Regions from separate parts of the Danio rerio genome. Here region 2 is linked to region 1. The links are chromatin contacts, called in public Micro-C maps. All regions are on one chromosome and are shown on one strand. Each heading gives the region's core, a stretch centred on a gene start, on an enhancer-like site or on the middle of the called end of the contact. The rest is flanking DNA. Distances are from core to core; before and after follow the strand shown.

The links. Hi-C and Micro-C count contacts between places; a contact is called where the count stands out from the background.
Region 2: a contact with region 1 is called in a Micro-C map of caudal fin, with 4 times the contacts expected there. The contact joins the promoter of maf1b here to the promoter of grpel1 in region 1. A contact is called at or near these places in 2 of 18 Hi-C or Micro-C datasets (caudal fin and hematopoietic stem cells) and 2 of 4 datasets of contacts at active chromatin or transcription factors (embryo and gastrula embryo).

Annotation. Positions count from the first base shown.
Region 1 is chr7:40,091,570-40,095,468 of GRCz12tu, forward strand. It overlaps grpel1 (GrpE-like 1, mitochondrial), which reads right to left and starts at 1,943. Exons shown (of 4, transcript NM_001037384.2): 1 at 1,841-1,943. The coding sequence starts at 1,908. All of the region lies in intron 1 of esyt2b (extended synaptotagmin-like protein 2b), which reads left to right.
Region 2 is chr7:40,424,579-40,428,477 of GRCz12tu, forward strand. maf1b (MAF1 homolog, negative regulator of RNA polymerase III b) reads left to right here and starts at 1,907. Exons shown (of 8, transcript NM_001030239.1): 1 at 1,907-2,384; 2 at 3,046-3,130. The coding sequence starts at 3,048. The region is part of intron 1 of esyt2b (extended synaptotagmin-like protein 2b); the gene reads left to right. It overlaps shrprbck1r (sharpin and rbck1 related), which reads right to left and starts at 293. Exons shown (of 14, transcript NM_001111200.1): 1 at 1-293. The coding sequence starts at 81.

The sequences.
Region 1 (3,899 bases), core at 693-3,192:
ACTCAATACCAGATTTTAGACTTACTAGACTTTAGATTCCTGAATCAGATTATCTATTATTTCCTTATCATTTATTCATTCATTTTCTTTTCGACTTAGTCCCTTTATTAATCAGGGGTCACCAAAGCAGAATCAACAGACCAGTTTACCAGCACAATTTTAACGCAGCGGATGCCCTTTTAGCCGCAACCCAACACTGGGAAACACCCATACACTCTTACATTCACACCTAGCCAATTTAGCTTATTCAATTCACTTACTGTTTAGTGCATGTTTTTGGACTGTGAGGGGCAACTGTAGCATCCGGAGGAAACCCACACAAACACAGGGAGAACATGCAAACTCCATACAGTAATGCCAACTGACCCAGCCAGGGCTCGAACCAGCGACCTTCTTGCTGTAAGGCAATCGTTCTACCCACCGCGCCACCGTGACAACCCTACTGTATTTTAATTATATCATATTTTATTAAACAGTGGATTTAATAGACAGTTTATTGATTAATTATGATTAACTATTAAGATAAAAGATAGATTATAGATTAAAAAAGCTCAGGTTTCCCACTTCAAAATATTTATTGATTTTTTTTTTGTCAGAACTTGGAACATGAACGACTTTAAAAAGATTGCAAAATTGATTCCTACTTGGAGTTTATGTAGAGGTAATATAATGTCTTAATGATATCTAACAGGGAGTAGTGTTACAACTTAAACTGTTCACTTCCAATATATCAGTAACGCTAGGTGGGATTTTTACAGTGCATGTGAAGCTGTCAACACTAAACAGATATTTTAAGCTTTAGATCTAAGCATGTAATGAATTACAGAAAAAAGGTTTATGCTTTGAATGGCTTAATTATATTTCGAATACATGGGATTTGAGATTAGGCATGGGAGGAAAACACCGTTTTCAAATGTATACCACGACTCGGAAAAGTCAAGTTTTTAAAACCGCCAAAATTTTCTGCTATACCGTTCCTAAGGTATATGAAAGATGTTTTTATTTATGTTTTTTTTTTTTTTTGGGACAATAGTATCTTCAGCAGAAAAGCTACCCAATATGCTGTTTTAAATTTTAAAGAAATTAGTGTTTTTGTAACTAATGAAGACGATGAATAATTATTTTTCAGCCTGACATGCTTCAAAATACTTTAAATGCTTCTCAAAATAAGATATAAGTTATTGTGTTCAAAGGGGGGAAACAGTTGTTTTTTACTCTGACATTTAAAAAGAATATATTTTGAAGCAGTAATCACAATACCGTGAAACCGTGATATTTTTTTCAAGGTTATTATACTGTCAGAACCTCATACCGGCCCATGCCTATTCGAGATAACTGAAAAATATCAGTTAGGAGAATGAAACACTGGCAGTACTGTACACCAGTAAGTCTTCAGATCTAGCTTTGACACAAGCACGTGTCGGAAACAAGTCTGTCACTGACATGCCAAGGAGGGAAAACTATTTTCTTTTACAATAAAAAAGCATAATACAACTGAAACCTACATCCTAAACTCAGGTCACATACTTTTTTGTAAAGAAAGATATGCAATAGGACAGACCTGAAAGACCAGTAAAGCAAACTTCACTGCGTTATCAATGATCACTTCTGACTAATAAAAAAAACGTAAGTGTATTTGGCAGGGCAACACGCAAGACTGTCACAAACTGTCATTAAAATGAAAGTAAGGTAAACTGATGGTCATTGAACATCAGCACGAATCATTCAATTCTGAACAGCTTACGCAACAGCAAGAACATTCATTCATTTGTTCCTTAAAACCCAAAAAATTACCCAAGCTTTGACATCAACAACACGCCTTAGCAAAGCTGAAACATACCTTACTAGTGAAGGGGACGCTAAGATTGAAGAGCTGTGTCTGATCGCGCGCACGCACCAGTTCGCCATCTTTACTCACTGACTGTCCAAGATGAGACACACGCACGGAACGTCGTCTCATTCAACCAATCACATGTGCAGTTCTTTCACGACTGTCGGGCAGGACCAATAATCGTCCCAGTCTAAACTGACGCAATTCTGTAGTTTGGTTGAGAGGAAGGTCGAAACATTTTACACGTGACACAGGACGGGGTATTTGCCTGGCCCACTGAAGGTTACCGCATACTGCCATTACTCAACTAACATGAGGATTTTACATCACTCTATGTTCGATTATTAAGAAAACACACATGAATAAATCTATAATATGATTAAGGAATTGTAATTAACTGGACTGGATCCCACGTGTTTGCTCTCTGAATAATGTAAAATGTAGATGCAGCCATGATATAGGCTATTAAATATTAATAGCGAATGTTAAAAGAGATGCACTGACATAAGTAACACGAATGATGGAATCTATATAAAAAGGCTTATTGTTTAATGTATCATTTCTTCAATTTTTTTTTTTTTTTGCAATAATAAAAAAAGCTTGTCTGTATTCAAATACAAAGAAAAATGCCTGAATCTTCTGTTAAGCAGACAGCTGACTTGTTTACTCTTTAAATTTAGGACAGTAATCCTGTGCCTCAGCTTTGTCTGTCTCTTGGACAGCAGGTCAACTGTAGATTGAGGTAGGGAAATCCCAATTTGTTTCCTGATTTAGGCTCAGTGACATTCAGTGAATCAGTTTCACACGTTTCCATGAGATGGAAGTTTTCCAAAAGTTTCCCATTGAAATTCATATGAAATTTCATATTTTATTTCATAGAGACGCTTCTGTGTCTGTAAGCAATTTGTTTATAAACTGTGATTATGCCATACATTTTGTCTGCATTTGTACAAGTTGACCTGCTTCAGGAGTTGTTGTAGTGAGCTTGTATTTGTGCATTTTGTTGTCTGACGTTATTTCTGATTTCGAAAAACAATTTCAGGATATGATACATTTTTGAAGTATGGAGTATATATATATATATATATATATATATATATATATATATATATATATATATATATATATATATATATATATATATATATATATATTATAGATTAATTTTATAGGCTGCTTTTTATTTTTAAAATTCTAACATGAATTATGTAGTATAGAGCTACAATTCAGTATACATCAGTCAAATCTCAAATAATCATTCTGCGATATTGGCAGCTGTTTGTGTAGCTTCTTGGTGAACTAAGACCTGAAAGCATGTGCAAATGCCACTAATAATTTACATTGTGTACTTACACAGAATAAAGCATGCAACATAATTCACAATAGCATTCTAATAAACAGAGAGAATAGTGTTGCATCTACATATTTTAAATAAACTCTATGTTGTCATGGTCATGTGTTTATTTATCTCTTTGAGTCATTATCCTACACTATATGGATTTCCCATAGACTTGTATTTCCTGGTTTCCTTCTGGACATATTTGGTTGTTCTGTGTGACTCTGTACTTTCCTCACATGATGTACAAGACAATTGCAGCTTTTGCTAAATTGCAAATGCAATTTCATGTCGATTTATCATTCAGGCCTACTACATAATATTCCACGAACAACTATTAGGGGTATTTTAACAAAATTGAAGTCATTTAGAGGTTGGAGAACGGTACGTCTCTGTCTGCACAGTGTCAAGTGTAAAGTTTGGTGGGGTGTATGATGTGGGGATGTAACTTCAGTTCCAGTGAAAGGAACTGACAAATTCATGCACCCGCCTTTGTGGTAAAAGTTTAGGGATGGTTCTGTTCTCTCTCACCTGCCTCAATACCACAGCCCTGGAGCAAGACACTGATTCCCCCAACTGCTCCAAGGGCAGAGCACAAATTTCAAGTATGGGTCACCATACTTAACTACATCCCATGTCTTTCACTTTTTTCTGTTTTGAATTGCTCTAGTACCCAGTTTAATGTAAATGTTATTCATTCTGTCAATGAGCCTCCTTTTAAAATTGCATGAA
Region 2 (3,899 bases), core at 657-3,156, 330 kb after region 1:
CGAGGCCTCGTGGCCGAGGTGAGACGACGAGGACTGGGCCGGCGGAGATGCTTGAGTCCACCCGCCGGAGCTCAGCGACATGCCGCCGCCACCGACTCACTACTTCAGGCGGGGATTTATCGCGTTGACACCCCAGTACAAGCCAGCGTTTCTGCGCTAATATGATGCTTGGAGATGTCCTACAACTCTCTGATCCGGACATTTACGCAAAAGTCGCGGCCTTGTCATCTTTGTTTTAGTTTCGGATAGAGGGAAGTTGAGCGTCAGAGCAGGAAGAAACACACGGCTCCAACAGAGACAGACATTTTATCTGCGCGCGTGTGTGTGTGAGTGTGTGTGTGTGAGTGAGAGAGAAATACGCCTCCTGTTGAAAACACACTCACATACACTCTGCTTAGGGGATATCCCGATTTTTAATGCCAGCCAAGCTTATATTTCATCCCAAGAACTTTAACTGTAATGTAACTAGGCTGATAATTATGTGGGTAAGTTACTGTGACATGCTGCAAAAATACTGAGCTGTACGTGGTTAAGCTTTATCGTTTTTGCTTTGTTACCAGGTGTTCAACCATCACAGCTGAACATGATATTGTAGTGGTAAAACATAAATAGTTTGATTAGTTATATCCAGATCTTTCCATTAAAATCTAAAGCTAAGCTAAAATCTAATTGGTTCAAAATAACCCTATAAAATCACATCACAATAACATTAACTCAATTAGTAAACACTTTCACACACACACACACACACACACACACACACACACACACACACACACACACAAATGATTGTTGTTAATTTTTTCAGTTGTTTATGACACATTTTTAGACTGGTGGAAAATCTATAACAATGTTAAAATAAATGTTTATTTTTTTTAAAACAGTTTAATTATTACAAAAAGAATGAAAATAAACTTTTTAGATGAAAAATTGCAAATTGATAAAAATGACAGATGATAATAAATTATTTAAAATGAACGATTAATATCTGATTTGCTTTTTATTAAAAGATTATCATTGTTGAAAGAAATTTTTTTAAACATTTAATTAATCAAATAGCCTAATTATAATATGTATACAGGAAAGCATTTGAAAATGTTGAAGTATGACACAAATAACTAATCCAAAATAAAAAAATATTGTATATATAAATAAGTACAAAACTATAAATTAGTTAAAATTCACATTTATTAAATTTAATTTTTCCAAATAATATATTTTTTATTTAATTAGTATTTTTATATTGATTCATGAAAGTATAAGCTGGATCTTACATCTTAAACAAGAAACTAGATGTAGCCTATGTTTGTTTTTGTTTTTTTCATTTTCAGATGGGTGACACATGATAATTATTTGAGGGTCCATGATTGAACCCCCTGGGTTTGAAAAACAATAGAAAACACATATAATAATAATACGAATATACATTTAGCTTTATTTGTCACTTCATCCATAAACTTGAGACTACGTCCTAATTGTCACGTCTCTAGTAGCAGAGGATCAAGTTACCGCATTGCATTTCAAACACCTTCTCGAAACATCTCAACAGCTTCTATTCATGCAGATATTCATGCATTCAATTCTTAATAATCTGTGTTTAAACAGTTTCAATGATACCATTTTTGCTCCACTAATAAAAAAATATAATATGTACGCAAACAAACACTTTACAAAGAATTCAGAAAACGTTCAATCGCTCTCTGTTCATTTAAATAATGTGCCCATTTCGCCAATAGAATGAACAGAACATTTAATTGACAGACTAAATAGCCAATAGAAAAGTCCATATTATTTTACACGACACACATAGTAGGTGTGGTCATGTTCAACGGAAATGTAAAGACTGCTGAGAGGCGTGGCTTATAACTGTTTTCGGATATAGTGACTGGTGTTGGATGCGGTCGATGTTTTCACGGATATATGACAAGAAACAGGAGAAATATTCTCAAACGATTGGGTACAAGCGCGAATTGAAGCGTCGCTCGAGCAATTCGCGCCATTTAAAGCGACGCTTATCTCGTTTTCAGAAGGTACATTTGTTGTAGGTCAAATAAGGGGATGCTGCTGCTGCAGTCGCTGACTTGGAGCTCGACACAATCGCTGGGTTTTATGTTAAGTTTAGTCGTAAGTAGAGGCTTTGAGATAAGAGAAAACGCCTGCAGAATATGTCAATCTCGACCGAGTCATTTTCACATATACTGAAATTACATTGTGCAACTTATTTGATATACAATCAACTGCGCGCGTAGACGCCAGAGCATTTGAGCTCGTTTTGTGTTGTTAAAAGAGCAGCTCTGTAAACCAAACGGCCCGTGAGCCCTTCTTTCCTCAAATATATATTTATATATATTGTTTTATCTGGAAGTGGGTGTACAACAGGAAAGGTAAGTTCAACAAATGAATAAGATTTTATGTCGTCAATACTAACTGCATAAATGGTCAATGTAAATTAGGTCAGCTGATGTTGCTATACTCTAACTGTGAATGTGTTCATTACCACAATCAACTCGCCTATTCTTAGTCTAATATTGTCCTGCTTACTGTTTTTTTCTTTAGTAAAATGTCCCCTTTTTACTTTCTTTTTTACCTTTACTGCTTCAATGTTACACCCAGGTCGATATAAGTAGGAAGTGTTTCGATGGGTTGGTGGGGGAGGGGGCAAATGGGCTAGGATCATTGTTTTCATTTATGTCGACAAATAATACGCCTTTTTGCTATAATATTAATAGTATAATCTATTCATTTTACTTTTTTTTTTTACAATCTTTAAACATTGAAATAATTGTATATTTCAATTAAAGCATTGCTTTTGGTAATGCATTATTGTATCGATTTATGTAGTCAAATGTGTCCATGGGTACATTTATCTTTAAGGAACGTAATGTACTTACTTTGTATGTAAATAAGCAACTCTACACTCTGCCAACTGTTTCCACCTGTGCTTCTCGATGTCAGTGTTTTATTTCAACTTGAATGAATAATTTGCAGTGAACCTGATTATTCGCAAACACGAAACATCGCAAATCCCTCTGTTCTCTTTTGCAGCTATGAAGCTTTTAGAGAATTCCCGTTTTGAGGCTTTGAGCTCTCAGCTGTGTGTTGAAACTGGAGATGCTCAGATCATTGGCAGGTATGAATATGAATACTCACCTTTGGTGTTTGTAAGTTTTCTGTAAACATTCGTTCAATCATTTTGATATGCAAAAGTGGGGAATACATGAAATTTGTCTCTAACCTTATACCTTTCCTAGCTCATAAGACCTTCATTCATATTTAAAACACAAATGAAGGTGGTTTTATTAAAACTGAGTAATTTTTTTCTGTTTTGTGTCTATTTCTAAAGATAATTCTGTTATTAGAGATTGTTGGTAAAATTATATATAAATGGATGTTTTCAATGAATATGTCACTTGATGGTTATACCACCAAGATGCCACAATGACTTAAATTAAATCTGTACATCACATTGATCCTTTCATCAGTAGACTTGGATTAAGCTGCTTTAATCGGTTGGGATTACTTCTTTAAATGCGAAAGATCAGAATTTACTATGTTTTAGCGCAGGGGTGTCCAAACTCGGTCCTGGAGGGCTGGTGTCCTGCATATTTTAGTTCCAACCCTAATTAGACCCACCTGAACCAGCTAATCAAGCTCTTTAGATATACTAGAAACTTCCAGAGAGGAGTGTTGAGGTTTAACCATGCAGGACACAATTCCCTCCAGGACTGAGTTTGGACACCCCTGTTTTAGCGAAATTGACTTTTATTGGCAGAATGTGCTCTACCAGTGTCTTTCTTCGATTTCATTATTATCTGTATTTCTTATTTAAATATGAGCAAAAGTAAAACGAGAATAATTTAAGTGCTAGTAAATATTTAACAGATTTAGAACATCTGTAG